2 separate regions of the Sus scrofa genome follow, and region 1 is linked to region 2. A link is a contact called in public HiChIP or PLAC-seq data. All regions are on one chromosome and are shown on one strand. The core of a region is the stretch at or near the end of the contact, and the rest is flanking DNA. Distances in the headings are between cores, read along the strand shown.

Region 1 (6,804 bases), core at 2,587-5,086, 140 kb after region 2:
GTAGTCCTTCTGTAGCTGGTAAGACTAATTTACTTCTGAACAAATAACATTAAAAAAAAAAAAAACAAAAAACAAAACCCAGTATCAACAGCTCATAAAAAGGCTTGCCTATCTTCCACAATTCTCATAAGGTATTTTCCTTTTCTTTTTCACCAACACAGCAGAAGGTAGAATCCTGACCCCATGAATTTTTCACAAAGTCTGGGAAAAACAAACAAACAAAACTGCCTTAAATCTTTTCAAAATCAGCTAAACACTCTCCATGAGAGGCAGAGCAGAGAAATGGTTAAGAGTGGGGAGAGCAGAGTCTGTCACTTTTTTAGGTCTACGAATATCTACACACCACATAAACAGTTCAAAGCCTCATTTTCCTCAGCCATAGTATCTTCTTTATGAGGTTGTCTGGAAAATTATCTGAAATATTTCATTTAAAACTTGTGAACACAGAAACATGCATATTCTAAGTGCTCATAATCTTGAGCTTCAAGGTTACAAATAACCCATGAAACACTACAAAATACTTCAATACTGATGTTCTGGTTTCCAGTATTACGAATTTAAAGCAAAAGTAAAGGTCTTTAAACCCAATGGCAAAAGACAACAAACAAAAACTCTGTCTTAACATTTCTACACATATATTTTAGATCTACAAGATAACCTTAACATGAACTATTCAAAAGCTAAGGGAAGGAAATAATCTCCAGTTATTGCCATATCTGGTAAGTAGCAACAGACAAATTAACATCGCTACTAAGATACTTTCACTATTACTTTTTAAAAGCCACTGTCTGTTAAAGAAACATTATGCATGCATGAATGTATATGAGAATGTTTTCAAATGTTACATGAATAAACTTCATATTCTCCAGAGGAAGTTAGGCTCTAACAACTGCAATATTTAAAATGTTCATAAGAGGCTTTACTAAGATTAGAACTAAGTAGGAATCAGAAAATGTATCTACAGGGAATTATAATCTATAAAACAGCAGGTGCTTAAAACAATGAAGCTAAGGCTAAGCAAAAACCTAGGGATCTAGACACCTTAGATAATGTAGTAAGGACGGTATTTATTTCAAAAACAATATCACCATTTTTTGTATGTATAAAAATTTACAGTATGTAATGTGTTTTCCATATATAATCACATGTTCCATCAAACAATCCTGTAAATTATGTAGGAAAATTATTTTTTTGCAGATTACAAAGGCACAGTTCTTAAAGTTAATATGATTTGTCAAAAACCAGTTAAAAAGTGACAAATCAAGAATTTAAATTCCTGTCTCCTCACTTATTTTCCCTGTTCTTTCTACTACTCTATAAAACTACTTTTTTAAAGAAATGGACAGATTAGCATCTTCACAAAATCTCTAGGCCAAACCACAGATTGTTTCAATTAACTGGGCTGACTTCAATAAGTCATTTCCCCTCAGCAGGCCTTTATTTTTTCATCTGCAAAACGAGGGAAACAGGTTAGAAAATGTGAGGTCCCTTCGGATCTAAGGATAAATTTAAGTTTTAAAGGCCACAACCATAGGGAGAAAACGGTTTCCCTCCAATTACACAACCCCTTTGGTAGTTAAAGGCATGAGCGAATTCTTGCGGATTAACCTCGATGTAAATAAAAAGCGTCCTTACGGAGTATAAGCATTTTACAAATATGTGTTGATGTCAGCTTTAGCAACAAGTTCCAGGTTAGAAAATAGTGTCAATAGCTCTTAAACAATCTACTGAAATTACTGGATAAATTCTTCAGGCCTGATACATGCTGCTTCAGTAGCATCAAGTTTATTCACATAAAGCTGTCTATACCTCTTATGGACTATGATGGAAATGATTAATCTCACTAAACATTCTCTTTTTAGATTAAAACAATGTTGGTAAAATAAAAGAATAGTTTAAAGAAAATTTAACTGCTAGTCAACTAATACCAAAAAACTGAACATTTTTACTATTATTTTTATTCTTTAAAATAAAAACCTTTTTTCCAATGAAGTTTCCTAAATATCCTTACTATTTCTCTAGCCTACCTCAGAAGAATATCAGTTACATTTTTCAACTTCTATAAAAAATTTAACATATAAGCATCTTGATAAAAATATCTTCCTTTTAAATTCCACCAGCTGGGCACTCAATTTCAAACAAAATTCAAGTTTCCCCCCTTCCTGATATTAAAGAACTAAAACCAAAGACTGCACAACATTATTTTCACCTACAAAATTTTTTCTCATCTAAGTATTTTTTCCTCTTTACTCCTCCTCAGTCTTCATGGAATACACACCCAGAGATTTCCACTCTCCCAGCTCTGCTTTTTCATAAAACCATCCTAACAACAACTATGGAAACCATAAAGATTAAGAACATTACAGGCATCCTGCTTTTCTACTCTTTTCCTTCCACGAATATTCCTTAACATTTTTTACTTCACTTTAACACTCTTCCTATCTCTAAAACAGAACACACACCCTGAATAGTTAAGCTTGACCTTACTTAGTCAACCGTCTGCGGACCTTTAGAAATTGAGTCAGTGCTTGTGTCAACTATAAATGATCTTTAAGTAGTAAAACCGTCCCCTCTTGCCTACGGAACATTTTTACATGTATTTGCGTTTAGCCCAAATTAAAGACTTTTCCCAACAAGACTAGTTAATACAACGACTTGATCTTACACAGTCGACACTATCTCATTTTGTTTTTTAAGCCACTTGGCATCAATGTAGCGTATGTTCTGCCAGTTCTGAGCTAATCTCCAGGAAACCCTTTGTATAACGACTGAAGAAACTGAAACAGATCAGAGCTCAAGATTTTTAAGGGCCTAAAGAAGCATATGTTTTTAATCAGCAGTCAATTTATGTTAAAGTAGTTATTTTACCAGTTCGCCTTCTTTTATAATTTACATAAACCGTCTTAAAATAACACTGGTCCACTTCTACTTGAAGATTAGAGGCGGTTCCAAGGCGTTCCAGATGCCTGGACCCCAACCCATTTCCCCGCGTTGGCAAGGTAGGCGCGGGAGTCTAGTGGAAACCGATCTTGATGGGTACGCTGCTAGAAAGGTTTCCTACGGTTTCGACCGGTGCGAGTGTCAACTTCCCGTGCTAAACTGTCCCTCCCTGTTATTATTAAAACAGCTGTCAGCCAGGCTTCGGCGGCCTCTTTGTACCAGCGTTTACTCAACGCTTGGGGATCCTGGAGCAGGCGTCGCACCGAGTTAGCCCAGCCGAGCTCCAGAAGCCCCGGCCCCGCGCGCCCGCCAAGCCGCGCCCGGACACGACCCCGCCGCGCACCCGGCGGCAGGGCCCCGGCCGGCGCGCCCCCCGCCCCGCCCAGCCCCGCCCCCTCCCGCCGCGCACCCTCGCACGCACACGCTCCGCGGCCCCGCCATGTTCCGGGAGCGGCGCGGCGTCCGTCCGCCCGGGCCCCCGCCCCCCCGCCCGAGCAGCTCCCGCCTGCAGCGACTACGGCCCCCGTCCCGCTAGCGTGGGCGGGGCGGCGGGCACGTACCTACCTCGCTCTGCCGAGGGGACGGGAGCGGGCGCGACTGGGGGGCTCCTCCCGGGCGCCGGGGCCGGGGCTCGAAACCGCGCCCCTCCTTCCTCCTCGCCTGTCGCCACGCCCCCCTCGCCCTCACGGACCCAAGGCACGGCCGGCGCAGGAGGGTTTACCCCCTGTACGAGGGCCTCGGCGCGGCCGTCTCTGTCGTGGTCTTCGCTGTCGCCGTAACCGCCACGAACGCCGCCGAGGCCGGGCTCGAAAACATCTCCGGTCTCCGCCGTCCCTCACCACAGCCTGCTCGCTCCCCGCACAGCGCCGCCCGGCGATTGGCCGCGGCACGGGCACGTGACACGGCGGGCACGGGATGGGCGGCGTGACCGCCCCGCCCCCGCCCACCGCCCCTTCCGCTCGCCACCCCCCTCCCCGGGCCCGCCGCTGTGGCGGCGCCGCGAGAAGCTTCCCGAGCCGGGGGCGGGGAGCGGGGCGTACCAAATGGACGCGGGGGTGCGGGCCGGAACCCCGCGCGCCGCTGTCTTCTGCCCCAGAAGGGAGGGACCCCTGCGGGGAGCGGCGCGGGCGGAGGTCGCGCCCAGCGGCGATCATGGCCGTGGCTGTGACTGGCCACTTCTGGAAATGGCGGCGGAGGCAGCGGCGAGGAAGAAGAGGCTCTGTCCACAGAGGGTATTCACACGTTATTTTTGCGGGGCGGGAAGCCGAGTTAGCGAGCAGCGGGCCGGCTGGAGGCGGAGGCGGGTGTCCGGCCAGGCGGGCGTAGTGCGCCTGCGCGCCAGCCGGCCGCACCTGTGGGAGCAGGGACCCCTCGGGCCCCAGCCGCACCCCTCACCTGCTCCAAGCGGGGCCCTGGGCGCGCGTCCTGCAAGCGCGGCAGCGTGCATCTCCTGTGGGGATGGCATAGGCTTTGCAGTACGCCCCTCCCCATCGACACTTTCGGATGACCTTATCAGACGAGTTTAAGTGCATTTATCCTTTCCGAGAGGCCACCCACGGGAACTGCCCGGCTGTAGAAGAGCGCGTGGGGAGAACTCGCCGCCTCGGCACCCTGACTTCCTCGGGAGGTCAACCCGCGACAATTTGTACATGCCCTTATTTAACCACCAAAGGGATTACATAATCGGAGGGAAACCATTTCAGTCTGAGTTTCTTCAGGACGTTTTTTATTTACATCGAGGTTAATCCGCGAGAATTTGCGCATGCCTTTAACGACCAAAAGGGTTGTGTAATTGGAGGGAAACCATCTTCTCCCTATGGTTGTGGCCTTTAAAACTACAGCTGCCTTTGTGACTTAATGAGTGCATTTACAAATTTATGTCATTAAGTCAGCATATGATGTATTTCATACTTGACAGGAGGAAGCTGAATCCAAACATATAACTATATAAAGCACAAACTTGCATTAAAGATCATTATTTTTTCCTTTCCTAGGTTCCTCATTTCTCCCACATTCAGGTTCAGTATGACTAGTAAGAGAGCACCTTGTGGCTAGAAGTGGAACACTGTTACATTTAATTTGGATATTTATGGCTTGAAATACAAAGGAAAGAAACATACAAGTAACCAACTCTTTTCTGACTTCTCTTCAAATCGTTGATTCCTTGTCATAGGAAGTAGGTGGCTGTAACATTCGCTATTTCTACAGAGGTAAACGAGTTTCAGTTCAAAACTGAAAGGTAGCTAATCTTGAATTTGCTGAAATTAACCATAATTTAAGGCAAGTATACACACAACCTTATTACATAAAAAATCACTGAACACATGAAAAACTCAAAAGACAATCGTAATCCAAGGCACTGTGTTGACTACTTGAAGAGAGCACTATCTGTATATTAAAAAAAATTCATGTAAAATTAAGTTGGAAACAATTTTTTCTGTTTACAGTCACGCTTTTGGCATATGGAAGTTCCTCTGTTAAGGGTCGAATTGTAGCTTCAGCTGGAACCCACGCCACAGCCACTGCAACAAGGATGTAAGCAGCATTGTAGCTTACCTCAATGACCTATCTTAACCCACTGAGGCAAGGGATTGAAACTGCATCCTTACAGAGATAAGGTCGGGTCCTTAATGAGCTGAGCCCACAATGGGAACTCCAAAAAATTTTATTTATTTGTCTTTTTAGAGCCACATTCGCTGCATATGGAGCTTCCCAAGCTAGGGGTTGAATCAGAGCTGTAGCCACTGGCTGACGCCACAGCCCCAGCAATGCCAGATCCTAGCCAAGTCTTTGACCTACACCACAGCTCATGACAATGCCAGATCCTTAACCCACTGAGCAAGGGCAAGGATTGAATCTGAAGCCTCATGGATACTAGTCAGATTCATTTTATGCTAAGCCAAGCTGGGAACTCCCAAAAATTAAAAAAAAAAAATAAAGCTATTAAGATTATATGCGACAGTTATGAACCAACATTTGTTATTGGAAAGGTCCAAATGCGATTTATGAAGGGAAGAGGAGCCAATTTTCCTTTTCAGTATAAAACTAGAAGTATGAATAAATTATTATAGATACTGTGGTTAGAGGCCTCAAAAGAAGCTGGGACTAGTTGATTAGTAAATTGCTAAGGCTTTTAATTGTATAGTTCTGTCTTTGGCTCAAGTCCTGGAATCTATCTTCAGCAAGTGGGCAAAATAACTGGGTTTTTTCTCCCCCCATTTATTTAGTTCTTACTATTTCATTTATTTATTTACTTTTAGCTTCACCTGCAGCATGTGGTTCCCAGGCCAGGGAGTAAACCTGCACCACTGCAGCAAGCCACTGCAGTGACAATGCTGGATCCTTAACCCACTGTGCCAAGCATTAAACATCACTCTTAGCCAAAGTTAAGTATTATCACATTTATTTAGGGTTACTACTAGCAGACACTTAAAATGTGTATACTTGAGATATAACTAGAAGGCATCTGGAGAATTTACTTTCAACTTAGTTCTCTCACCTTTAGAATCAACTACTATTATGTTTGGCTACTACATCCAGTTATATCATTCAAAAAATTTGCCCTATTTCATGAATAAATGAAAAACACAATCTCTGATCATGGCTTACCATCTGATCATCTATAGATGTAATGCTTTTGCAGTGAATACTCTTATGACTGTTATGTGTTGTAGGATTTATAGGGCAGTAGCTCCATCCAGTTACAGCAAGTAATTCTGAGGAAATTTTAATCAGTCTGTTTATCTACACTTGGAATCTTCTTGGATTATAGTAAAGAACTTTTACCTGCCAGGTGTTTTTAAAAGCTAATCTTATAATTATTAAATTCTAATTATTAAAATAAGTGCTCTTGTATTAAAATTG
Region 2 (7,129 bases), core at 1,880-4,379:
AAAAACAAAAACAAGAAACAACCAACTTCTCTAGTTAAATCTTTTTGTAAAATGCAAAGTGAGAGTACAGAGTATGAGATGGTGGTAACCACACTCACACAAAGGCCAGGATTCCCAGATTTTTAACTATCAGTGAGGACCAAAACATCATAAAGCAGCACAAAATGCCTCTCATCTATAGAAATCATGATCACTTCTAGTACATACACACAAATGCTTTCATGTCAGGATTACAGCCCAGAGCTAGCTGAGTCACACTTTATACACAATTCTAGTATGTGTGGCTACTGAATTTCTTAGCCAACAGCTAGAAGGGAGGCTAACAAATACAGACACACAAAAGACACAAGACTGCCAACAGTCTAAACAAGAGGAGAAAGGGGAGAACAGCTAGAAAAGACATGACGTTCACCACTAATTAACACAACTTTATGGACAATAATAACCAGTATGTGCGGTAAAAACGCCAAAGGCTTCAAGGGTCAAACAAAGGCCACGCTCCACCGCCACTTACTAGCTTCATGAACTAAGCCAATGACTTAAACTCGCTTTTCTCTTCACACAGGCTTGCCTTGACAGCTGAGAAATCACTGTCAAGTATCTTGGAAACAGAGTCTCCAATGACTGAAATCTTGAGAAACCCTGACCCAGAACCACCCAGCTCAGCTGCTCCCAGGCTCCCAACTCTCAGAAACTGTGTCAATAATAAATGTTTGCTGCATTAAGTTGCTCGGTTTGGAGTAGCTTGTTACACAGAACAGACAGCTGGTACATTATATTTGGGTAGTTTGTCTGTGATCTGACAAGCTAAATTTTTTTTCTAAATAGAGTGAGACTCTTTGCTACATAAAGTAGATTATACAAGGAAACCCTTTAATTCATCTGAACAGATGCTCATCACCTTGTAACGGCATGTTTACAAAGCTTAATATTATTTTCAGTACTGAACTTCCTGAGTCTGACCTTGCTTGTATGCAGAAGAATTCTGGGGACAAAACCCAGACCATTGTGTCATGGCTCAGCACCTCAGGCCCTGACCTACTATTCACCCTTACACTGTATTCTACAGACACTGTCTATCTGTATATATGCACTTTGTATCTGCTCTACAATATACCTGATTTGCTGTTGGTTGTGGTGGGTTTTTTGTTGTTGTTGTTGTTGTTGTTTTTGTCTTTTTAGGGCTGCGCCCATGACATATGGAAGTTACCAGGCTAGTGGTTTAATCAGAGCTGTAGTTTCCAGCCTACACCACAGCTCACAGCAACACCAGATCCTTAACCCACTGAGCGAGGCCAGGGATTGACTAGTCCTAGTGGATACTAGTCAGGTTCCTTATCGCTGAGCCACAGAGAGAACTCTGATATACTTTAATAGTAGTAAAAAAGTAGTTTTAGTCCTACCTGTATAAGGCATTTGCTCACATCACTAGCACAGAGTGCTTTGTTACAACTCAGGGACACAGGGACCCATGTCAGGAATACCAGGATGACCAGGGTAAGCATAACAACAGAGAGTGACTTCATGTTTCTTCAGAGACACTCAGTAACTCCCAGGAAGCTGAACAAACAAACAAAAAGAAAAAAAAAAACAACCTTTAATTCAAAGGCAAGGGTAAAACAAATAAACCAAGACCCATTGTTTGTTAAAAGGCAAAAGTGACTGTTTAAAAATTATTCTCAATGAAAGATGAAAGAATCAAAAAAAGCTACAATTTTATACAGTAATATCTTGTTAACCATCTTCAAAAATACAGGCTTCTGAAATTCCTCAGACTACTCAGAAATGGTGACTGAAAGTTAAAGTGAATGTGTGTGTGTATATGTACATGTTAAGCAAATAACTAGTTTCTTACCAAACTGCTACTATTCAGCTTTGATTTCAGGCCCATGATTCAACTTTAAGCCAGTAAAGACAATACTATTAATACTGTATTATAATTTTAAAACATTTTACAATATTTTAATTCTTAGAATTAAAACAAAATTTTAAAATCCAAATTATTCCAGTGTTTTATTACTCTCTCATTTTGCCTATTAATTAAGCCAGAGTAAAGCAGTTCAGTGGGAGTAGTGAATAAAAGAAGGAAGAGTAAACTTAACTGCATTAAGGACACTAATTTATTAAAATGTGAAGATATTCTTTTAATTCTAGTTATTGAAGAACATATTAAAGTCCAAAAAGAAAAAAAAAAAAAGACCAGCATAAATTCTGACAGTGGATAAACAACCCACGTGGTCATTACACTTTAAAGGAGAAGCTGTAACTTCTTGGGGTTTAAAGCGCACCCCCAAAATAGAATCAATTAAATAAATTACTGAAGTAGGACGGATAAAGGTGCTTTTGCGGGCCTTTATGGTTACTGTAAACCTTTATTCTAGTATCAGGGAGCACAGCCAGGCAAAGGCAACGAGAAGGGGAGGAGAACCCAGGGCTTTGTCCAGGACTCGGCTTCGCGAGGCGGGGAGCCCCCGGCCCCAGGACCGTTAGGCGCCCCCTTGGCTTCGCGTAACGCTGGGGGGCCGGGGGCCGCAAGCGAAGTCCAGTCTGCGGAGGAAGGCATTTCAGCATTTTCCAGAACCGTTCCCTTCCCACGGCCACTAAAAGGGGATTATTTTCCCCTCCCAAGGTCGTCTTCATCCCACTCCCCAAGTTCCCCGGAACAGGTATTCAAGGAAACGCGGCGCGGGCGCAGCAGGTAACGCAGCCTTCAAGGGGGAACAAAGCGCCGGCCCCGCATCCGCGAGCGGCGCTGACAGGAGGACGCCCGCCCCACGCCGTTCCCCGCGGACGCGGCCCAGGCCGCGCGGGCCCTTCCTTTCCTCCCGGCCCCCGCGGTCCGCGCGGCCTCCGAACCCCGAGCCCTGCGCCCGCCCGCCCGCTCACCGTGCGCCGCGGCGCCGCGAGGCCGCCTGGCCCTAGTCCCCGGCGTGTCGCCGCGGGCTGTGGAGGCAGGCAGGCCGCGCCTCCACGCCGTCCTCCGCGCAGCGCCCGCGAGCCTCGGCGCTGAGAGACGCAGACACCGGCCCGCCGCCGCCCCGCCTGTGCCCGGGCCCGCTTCCCTCTACCTCCTCCCTCCCTCTGCCGCCAGCTCCCGCCAGGAGGCGTCTCTCACTCCCCCCGGCGCTCCGGACTGCGCGGCCTGGCCCGCCCCTGCCTGGTCCGCCCCTGCCTGGTCCGCCACGCCCCGGCCCTACAGGCTCCGCCCCCACCAGCTCCTCCACGGCCCCGCCCCGCCGGTCCCGCCACGCTCCTCCCCGCCCGCGCGCCCTAAGGCCCCGTGGCCCCACCCCCGACTTTGGCCACGCTCTCACCCGCCCCGACAAGATGCCTCGCCACGCCCTCGACCCCCAGCCCCGTCCGCGGTTACTCCCACGACAGCCACACCCCGCCCCAGACACAGCTCCCCGGCGCCCAAGAGCGCTTTCCCGCCTCCTTCCACGCCCGCATCTCTTGCGCCTTTCAGCCGGCCTCGGCTCCTGCAGACCCTTCGGTCTAGCCCTCTTCGGATTCACTTTATCCTGGTCATAAGAGCTGGGTCCTCACAGGAACCCTGAGAAGGAGCTGGTCTTGGCTGGGTTATAGGGATGCCAGACTGAGGCACCCAGTCGGTACCCAGTACAGCTGACACCTGAACCCCTTCACGGAGGCAGGATTTATTAAAAGCTCAGACTTCTGGGAGCTGCCTCAGACCTCCGGAATAAGGATCTCCTAGAGTAGAGCTTTCGTCCAGCAGTTCACGTAGTGGGCGCCTGGCCCTGTGCTCAGCCCTGGAAGAGAGCAGGGGCGCGGGGGTGCTGACCCAGAAGGACACCGACCAGGGGACACCTGGGCAGGTGGCAGGAGAGGGCTGCTGGAGCATGTGTGACCGTGACTGACAGTTCGCATGTAGATAAAGGTGGTCGAGAATGGCCCTCTGTTCTTCCCCACAACCCTGGAAATTTGCTTTTTAAAGTTTCCAGAGAGATTCAGTTGGAGCCCACCGGGCTAAAATATCCAGAAGTACTTCCCTCTGGGAAATGCTGACTTAGAACTAAAGTCTTAAGCTGGTAGGATCTTAAGTGCCTACATCGCCCTTGCTTCATTGGAGGAAAACAGAAAGAATGGCAAGAGTTGACTGGCTGAGGGGGTGGATTGAATTATTGATGTTAGTCCGTTTTTGTACAGGAAGTAAATATACATTTTAAAAATCATCCCTGAAAATTATCTGAAAGAAATAATTGAATGAACACAAATTTATCTTTAAGGGTTTTATTCTTGGTATTGCTTACTGATTAAATGAATTATGATACCCCATGCAATGGGCTAAACCAGCTATTAAAAAATAATATGGTGGATCAGATGTTCTCAAATTTTTTAGTCTCAAGACCCCTTCACACTCGCTTATTAATCAGGGCTCCAAAGAGGTTTTGTTTACGTATGCCACATCTCAGAGTTTTGAAATTAAAACTGAGAAATTTAAGAAATATTTATTCATTATTTCATTTAAAAATAATAGACTCTGCTATATGGTAATATGAATACATAGTTTATGAAAAATAAGTATGTATATCCCAAAACAAAAAAAGTGACAAAAGTGATATTGTTTTACGTCAGTTTATTTAATGTCAAATAATAGAAGGCAACTGGATTTTCATTCAGACTGTTGCAATATTGTGTATTATGTACCCTCTAAAAAACTATACTGTGAGAGGAGAATGGAAAGGCAAATAATTTATTAGAATCAAAATGAGTAGTTTTGAGCACATGGAAAGATATTCCTAATATATCAACATCTTAAAGTAGTATATGTATTTTTCAAATGATTAATATTAAAAACTGTAGGCGTTCCCGTTGTGGCTCAGCAGTAACAAACCCAGCTAGTATCCATGAGGACACAGGTTCAATCCCTGGCCTTGCTCAATGGGTTAAAGATCCAGCATTGCCATGAGCTGTGGTATAGGTCGCAGACGTGGCTCTGATCTGGCACTGCTGTGGCTATAGCGTGGGCCAGCAGCTGTTCTGATCAAAACCCTAGCCTGGAAATTTCCATATGCTGAGCATGTGGCCCTAAAAAGACGAAAAGAAAGAAAGAAAATTAAAAACTGTGAATACTGTTATTTTAAAACGCCTGGAGAGAGAACCATGGGGTATAAAGTGTGGTTATCTCTTGTTGAGATTATGAGTGATTTTTTGTCATTGATGATTTTCTTTGCACGTGTCTGCATTTTCTTTTTTCTTTTTCTTTTTTCTTTTTACTGCCACACATGCAGCACACAGAAGTTCCTGGATAGGGGTTGAATCAGGACTGCAGCTGCCAGCCTATGTCACAGCCAGAGCACCAGAGCTGAGCTGAATCTTGTGGCAATGCCGGACGCTTAATGCACTGAGGCCAGTGACTGAACCCTCGTGCTTACCAACGTTATGTCAGGTTCTTAACCTTCTAAGCAACAGTGGGATCTCCCACCTGTTCTTATATATTTGCCTGTGATACTTTGGTAATAAGAAGAAAACACTTTTTTTATTTAAAGATCCTCTCTTTAGGGAGTTCCTGCCTTAGTGCAATAGCTTAAGAATCCAGCTCAGCAGAAAGGAATCTGACTAGGATCCTTGAGGATTCAGGTTCGATCCCTTGGCCTTGCTCAGTGGGTTAAGGCTCTGGCGTTGCCCTGAGCTGTGGTGTAGGTTGCAGATGAAGCTCAGATCTGGTGTTGCTATGGCTGTGGCGTAGGCCGGCAGCTACAGCTCCGATTGGATCCCTAGCCTGGGAACCTCCATATGCCATGGGTGCAGCCCTAAAAAACAAAACAAAACAAAAAAGAATCCAACCGCAGAAGCTTGGGTGGCTATGGAGATGTGGATTTGATACCTAGCCTGGCACAGTGGGTTAAAGGATCCGGTGTTTCCACAGAAGTGGTGCAGGTTGTAGCTACGGCTCAGATTAATCCCTGGCCCAGAAACCTCCATATGCCATGAGTGTGGCCATAAAACTTAAAAATAAAAAAGGTTAACAATAAAAAGATCCTCTTTAAAAAAATTATTGCAGTATAGTTGATTTATAATATTGTGTTAATTTTTGCTGCACAGAAAAGTGTACATACATATTATCATATATGTATTCTTTTTCATATCTTTGCCATTATGGTTTATCACAGAATATTTAATAGAGGTCCCTGTGCTATACATTAGGACCTTGTTGTTTCTCCATCCTATATAGAATAGTTTGCCCCTGCAAATCCCAAACTCTCAGCCTATCCCTCCTCCATCCCCCCCACCCTTGGCAACCACTAGTCTGTTCTCTATATAAAGATCCTCTTTGATATGCCCTAGAAGGTCAAATGCTGGCTGAGCCTCCCGGTGGACATTAAATGGTTTTGGATCTGTTTGGTAGTTTCAGAGCTGCGGGGGTGGTTTTAATGGATATTTTATTTTACCAGAAGCCTTTATGATCAGTGCAATAAAGCCTCTTTGTAAGAGCTGATGAAAGGTCAAATGTGACAGATTCACATAACCTACACAGGGATAGAGATGCATCAGTGGCTGACTCCCAGCCAACCACAGTGAAGAGGAAGTGACTTGTTTTCTGTTGCTGCTAACAAATTAGCATAGATTTACTGCTGTAAAACAACACAAATTTATTATCTTAGTGTTCTGGAGAATTGACTCCTGAGTCCTAAAATGAGGCTCGATCAGAAGAGCTGTGCTCTGCAGTTCCCTTGTGGCTCAGAGCGTTAAGGATCTAGTGTTGTCACTGCTGTTGTGAGGGTCCCATCCCTGGCCTAGGAACTTCCATATGCTGCAAGTGTGGCCAGAAGAAACAAACCAACCAACCCACAACAGAATAATCTCCCATCTCAAAATCTGCAATTTAATCACATCTCCAAAGTGTCTTTTCCCACGTAAAGCAGCATCCACAGGTTTTCCGGATTAGGATGTGGACATCTCTTTGGGCTGGGGGTAAGGTGAGTGTGTGAAGAGAGTTAGGGGAGGGGGCGTTATCCTGCTGTTGGATAACAAGGACTATTGCAGTGTGAACGTCTGGTCTAGAAGTTACTCTTGTAGGTGGTGGTTCTACACTCTCACCTCTGGGTCTCCCTCGCTGGTGCCAGTGAGTCCCAGAAGACAGGGGCGCAGGGGAGCCCTCCAGGCT

The links. HiChIP or PLAC-seq counts read pairs in DNA pulled down with a chosen protein or histone mark.
Region 1: a contact with region 2 is called in an H3K27ac HiChIP or PLAC-seq map of skeletal muscle. The contact joins the promoter of ANKRD12 here to the promoter of TWSG1 in region 2. A contact is called at or near these places in 3 of 47 Hi-C or Micro-C datasets (embryonic fibroblasts, heart right ventricle and skeletal muscle) and 1 of 2 datasets of contacts at active chromatin or transcription factors (skeletal muscle).

The regions. Positions count from the first base shown.
Region 1 is chr6:98,810,891-98,817,694 of Sscrofa11.1, forward strand. ANKRD12 (ankyrin repeat domain-containing protein 12) reads right to left here and starts at 3,837. Exons shown (of 12, transcript XM_021096065.1): 1 at 3,505-3,837.
Region 2 is chr6:98,675,193-98,682,321 of Sscrofa11.1, forward strand. It overlaps TWSG1 (twisted gastrulation protein homolog 1), which reads right to left and starts at 3,130. Exons shown (of 5, transcript XM_003127831.4): 1 at 2,887-3,130; 2 at 1,404-1,560. The coding sequence starts at 1,526.